Regions from separate parts of the Anas platyrhynchos genome. Here region 2 is linked to region 1. Evidence: chromatin contacts called from public Hi-C data. All regions are on one chromosome and are shown on one strand. Each heading gives the region's core, a stretch centred on a gene start, on an enhancer-like site or on the middle of the called end of the contact. The rest is flanking DNA. Distances are from core to core; before and after follow the strand shown. Region 1 overlaps REV3L (REV3 like, DNA directed polymerase zeta catalytic subunit). Region 2 holds the start of SLC22A16 (solute carrier family 22 member 16).

Evidence for each region. Hi-C and Micro-C count contacts between places; a contact is called where the count stands out from the background.
Region 2: a contact with region 1 is called in a Hi-C map of skeletal muscle, with 2.9 times the contacts expected there. The contact joins the promoter of SLC22A16 here to the enhancer-like site in region 1. A contact is called at or near these places in 2 of 8 Hi-C or Micro-C datasets (liver and skeletal muscle).

Annotation. Positions count from the first base shown.
Region 1 is chr3:72,401,073-72,403,772 of IASCAAS_PekinDuck_T2T, reverse strand. It overlaps REV3L (REV3 like, DNA directed polymerase zeta catalytic subunit), which reads right to left. Exons shown (of 32, transcript XM_027454696.3): 30 at 2,391-2,637; 31 at 1,445-1,654. Among named protein-coding and RNA genes, the nearest start is that of MFSD4B, 14 kb to the left of the region's middle. Within about 2 kb of position 1,297, at least 1 of the 8 cell types and tissues checked has an H3K27ac peak or open chromatin away from gene starts, as enhancers often do.
Region 2 is chr3:72,735,635-72,738,334 of IASCAAS_PekinDuck_T2T, reverse strand. SLC22A16 (solute carrier family 22 member 16) reads right to left here and starts at 1,347. Exons shown (of 9, transcript XM_072036103.1): 1 at 1,119-1,347.

The sequences.
Region 1 (2,700 bases), core at 48-2,547:
CACCAGCCCCTGCTGACCTTTAGGAACGGGATTTATACTGGGTTTGTTCTAGGATTGTAACCACCAGCAGAGCCTCAGAAATTACAGTCTCCTCTGGTTCATTTGGAAGAGGCTGGGGCTGGTCTGAAACCATGGGGCCAAACTAAGTAATACTCAAGACGCTTTCAACGTTCAGTTTGTATCTTGTGAACAAGTCTGTGGCTCTCTTCTAGGGCAGCGAATTTTTAAGCCAAGTTTTAAAATATCATCAGTGGCATTAAACTGATACATGGGTTTTCTGCTGGCTCTGGATTGTGTATGATCTAGGAGGGCCAAGAATTTGCGCCATGAGGCGCATGTAGATCGGGACACATGCTCCTACTGACAGGCTGAGTCACCAAACACTGACTAGAACTGGATCCCAGCCCTTGCTGCCCTGGCACAAGTTGCACTGACAAGAGAGCAAAACCCCTGGTCCTTCGGCGAGGCCAGACCAATCCGCCCAGTTTTAATTTATTCCAGAACAAAAGCAATGTAAAAGGGCGAGCGCACCACAGGAAAACACATCGCCTTCCTTTCCTGTCATTTACAATGCAGATGAGAGCTGCTATTGCAAAATACAGCAAGAAAAGAGAAGTTCACATCTTAGTAATGTGGTATTTATGAATCGAGAATTAAAATGGTTTTCTAGGAACAGAGCCCCATAGGAATATGGCTAATTAATGCCCAGATTACGGGAACATTTATATCCCTGCAATTCAGGCAAGTAATCAAAATGGTTCATGCGCGAGTGCTAAAAATGATTTCAACAATAACAACAAAAATAAACCCAAATATTAATTTTAAACTACTGCAGTACAAAAATTAGGTGAGGGCATACTGAAAGGGGAAGCAGAGTGCTTTGCTATAACGCATTAGGGAGCACAGTCAGCTGCCCTCTTAATTGACTTCTAGCTCAAGGGAAAAAAAACAGCTTGGAATATTTGTAGCAAGAGGAAAGGTAACAAAAAAAACCCAAACTAGAACACATCCACATTATGCATGCAGATAAATATTTTGTTCTCAGACAAAGGTTTTTTTTTTTTGTTACTGGAACATCACCAGTTGTTTTATAACAAAAGCTGATTTTTTCAACATATTTTACAACTCTTCATCAACACTTATGAAAAGGAACCTAAAAAACCGTGCAAGATATTCTTAAAAATGAAAAAAAAGCAAGAAAAGGAAAAAAGCATCTTTTGTTCAGCTCCTCTCCGCCCCCTTTGGCTTCGGTTTTATGCAATGCTAAGGAGAGTAACAGCTGCTGCGCTGCCTTCAGCAGCAACGGGAAAAGCAAACAAGTTCTAACACGTTTAACACCAGGGCTGCACTTCCTATTTCTGTTGAGGGTATTCAGTAACACGCTGCTTTGAAATTTCAGCCTCTGTCTGTGGCTGACAGACATCTGACAATGCTTTAATCATACCTTGACCAGCTGTTCCTGCTTACGCTCCAGCTCTCGGATTTCTTGGTTGAGAATCACTGCCACATGCTGCGGCTGGCTTCTGCATTTATTACAGATCCCGTACTGGGTCAGTTCATCACACACGGGACAGTGTAAGGTCGTGAAATACTGCGAGATTGTGCCTTTGCGTCCTTCCAGCTCACTGCGGGCAGTGGAGGCAGTTTTTTGGATCTGTTTGGTAGAAAGTAAGAGGTAAGGAACTTTGGAGAGAGCAGCTTGTGTTGTTCCTAGATTACGCAGGCATTTTTATGGAGTATGGAAACGTAACGTAGCCTGTGGGGCACAGCTCATAGGCAAATTATGAAGGTGGATTGCAGCGCTCTAAGGAGCACCTGCCCACACACTATGACCAGTTTCACAAGGAAGCTCACCAGAAGGGAGAAACAGAGTAACACTGCAGAAATCCTAAATCACGGGGTAAATTCCTGAGCTCATCTCAAACCCCGCTTCCTGCAGTTGTTCATCTATGCGCTGAGCTGCTGCTCCACGTGCCCTGCTGCAGCTCCGGTGGCTGCAGTTTTGGAAACAACCAGATTAAAACTTCTGGTGATTCTTAAGAAAGTGTTCCTGCTGCTTTGGCATTACCACATTTTTTAGGAAGAGGATCCTCAGAACATCTTGGAAAAACAAGAGTTCCAACACTGACCGTACAGAATTTAAATTAAGTACAGCCTGACAGATCAACCTTGAACAGAAGGATCAGAAGGAAAAATTGACTTGCTAAATGAAAAAAACACACAAGACCTAAGAATCAAGCCTGCATGTTTAGGCATGAAACCATTGCCTTGTAAAAAACTGACCTGCTCCGTTACCTCCCACAAGCCTCGTCCTGTGAAAAGCCACAATAAAACCAAGCACCGCACGGATGCACTGCACACGTCATCTGTTTGTTCCCAAAGGCACTTACCCGTGGCAGTTCGTGGTACCAGCTGAAGACGTCGATGCCGATCAGCGAGAAGACCCGGGCCAGCGGCGGCAGAATTTGTTTGGTAATGTAGTAGGTGGCGTTCAGCCGCAGGTTGGGATCCTGCAGGACCTCGATGGGCCGTCGCACCAGCTGGATCAGGGGCAGCCCAGGCATGCCATACACGATGACGTAGGGCACTCGCTCCCCGACTCGAGGTTCAGAGCGACGGTCATAGGCCAGCATTCTCCTGTTCAAAAACACCTTTTACAATGCACCCAGAGACAAATTGCAAGCAAGCAAAGTAGCTGTG
Region 2 (2,700 bases), core at 98-2,597, 330 kb before region 1:
ACAATTAAGAATATGTTGTAGCAGACATTTTATATGTAGCATTTATCCAGCAGTATTGAAGGAATAAACAGTTTTTTTACAACATTTTAAAAATAAGTCCATCCACTATAACCCACATTATGTTTACTTTTAGTGTGTGGTGTTTGGAATCTTGAACAGCCATGAGGACACATGGCTGTGTGCGTTTCAGCAGTCTGCAGTTCACTGAAAGGTCCTAAAGTGAGTTATCGTTGTAGAATTATTCTCCCTTTAATTGCGAAATGTGGCTTTATCAGTACTTCAGATAGAGTTTTCAAATGATCTCAATTAGGAAAATTACTTCATTAGAAATAACTACTTTCGTGTTATGTCAGCATTCAGTGTCAAGCGCTTGTTTTTCACAAACAGCATGCAAGACAGAAGAGCAATAGCAAAATAAACAGTTTGCTAGGAATCCCCTCCTAGCTCACACACAACAAAATATTTTTGTTGCTGACCCAGAACGGATCATGAATGAGATATTGTTCAGATGGCTACGCATGGAGATCACAACTTGGCAGGTTTCATTTTAAGCTGAGATCCTAGTTAAGCAAAGAACAAGTCCTTCCATGCTACACAACCACGGAGGTTATTGATACTGACACTGCTTGCACGTGGCGCTAGGAGCCTGGGCTGCTGCGGAGCACAGGTATGTGCTGCTACCATTAACAGGAGCTCCAAGGCTTTGCTGAAAGGCTGCTGCCTGCCCCTGATGGGGAGCAGATCCCCACCGTGGTGTGGGCTAACCTGCTGGCAACTGAGCCAGAAAGCACAAAGCTGTGGTTCGCAGCAAACCATGACATGAGGGGCTGCTCCAGCAGGACACCCCTGCGAAATCCACACTGCTCAGTGCATCAGGACAGCACCCACGGAGGGTCACACGCCTTTCAGTCGTGTGAGTTGTGCATGCAGAAGTGTCATCTCCGTGTCCAGCGCTTCTTTTCCATCACCTGCCCTACCCACAGCCTCAGCCCCTCGTATCCCCTGCAGCCTGCGCGCCCCACCTCGCAAACCGAGGCTGCTGTGTGCACGCAGAGCGTGCATTTACCACAAGTGTCCGTGTGTCTGTGTGTCTGTGTCCCCGCCCGCAGCCCCGCTACCTGCCGAAGTGTCCCAGCGAGTCGAAGAGCCGCTCGGAGCCAGGAGCCATGGCGGGACGGCCGCAAGCCGCGAGCCTTCAGCGCCGCTGCCCTGAGGAGACACCGGGAGCCGCCCGGCCCCTGCCCTCCGCCCCCTTCACGGTCCCGGCCCCGGTCCCGATCCCGATCCCGGTCCCGGCCCCGGCGGGGCCCCGCTGCCCGCCCCGCCCCTGCCCCGGGCCCCCCTCGCCCTCACCCGGCCCGGCCCGGCGCAAGGTGGCGGCTGAGGGGCGCCCGCCCAACGGTCGCGCCCCAACGGTCGCGGCCCGCCGCCAACCGTCCCTCGGCCGCCTTCGCACCCCCCCCCAGAGCAGGGAGCCCCCAAATTGAGTTAAAGGAACCCTGAGGTGCCTTCAACCCCCCTCCGAAACAGGCACACGATGTAAAACACTATCAGCATTCAATAAAAGTGAAATATGGGTCCCATGTAACACGGCTGTCACTCGCAAATTTAGTACGTTTTTTTTTTCTGACAGTTTTTTTCACGTTTTTAGATAGTAAGGCTTTTTTCACCCCCCAGAGCATGTAATTTCCCTTCTCGGTTAGACCCAGCCACGCTCCGAAGTCTCCTTCAGAGCCAAGTGCCCCTGCGGTTCGGTGAGGCGAGACCCATCTCCAGCTCTGACTGGGCTGCTCTCCTGAAAAACAGGAAGAAAAGTAAAAAACAAAACCAAAAACAGCCCAAACAATTCCGTCTTACCATATTTGCATTGCATATTTTATTATTTTTTAGGAGGCGCAGAAAAATCTCCACAGAACAAACCCAAGCAAGCGCCACAGCTGCGGCTCTGCGCGGGGCAGATGTTCGTGCTACGTGGTGGCGATCTGTCCCGCTGCAGACCTACAAAAAGCAGATGTTTGTCGGCCCCCTTGGCTCCGAGCAGCTCCTGAGCAGCCCAGCAGTGAGCAAATAGCACGATACGCAGCCAGGAATGTGAAGAACAGGGCCAGGAGAGGATTCCTCCTCATAGCTACTGTGGTGTATTCCCCCCATCCCACACAAGCTTTGAAGCATCGCTGCTTGATAATCTCTCTGTACATCTTCCTGCATCTGCAACAGATTTTTTTAATACACAGCCTGGAGTGTGCTGCTGCTACCTCCTTAGGGTACGTGAACCAGCAAGTCCAAGGACTGATTTGTTGGTTTGTGGTAAATTTTTTTGTATTTGTTGTTTTTTTACCTCAAAAATATCAACATTTAACTTAATCGACCTTGTTTTTCTCTGGAGAATGTTTTCCAGGTCGAAGTGGTACGTGCTGGAGTGCAGCACTGGTACTTTCACAAAGCGTTTCTTTCTCCAAAGAGCCACACTAGTTAAATAGTTATTTGCAAAGCCAAACAGCAACGAATAGTAAACACTCTGGCTAAATATTGCATTGCTGCTCTTCTGCCTGGTTTTAGTGTCTTGCCTCCTACAACAAGTAAATTCATTAGGTTTCAGCAGGAAGATCTTTTTTTTTCAGTGTAAAGGTCAAGCAGGAAAATAAGAGAGAAGTCCCTTTCAGCACCATTTTTAAACCTAAAAACATCCAGAGTTCTCCC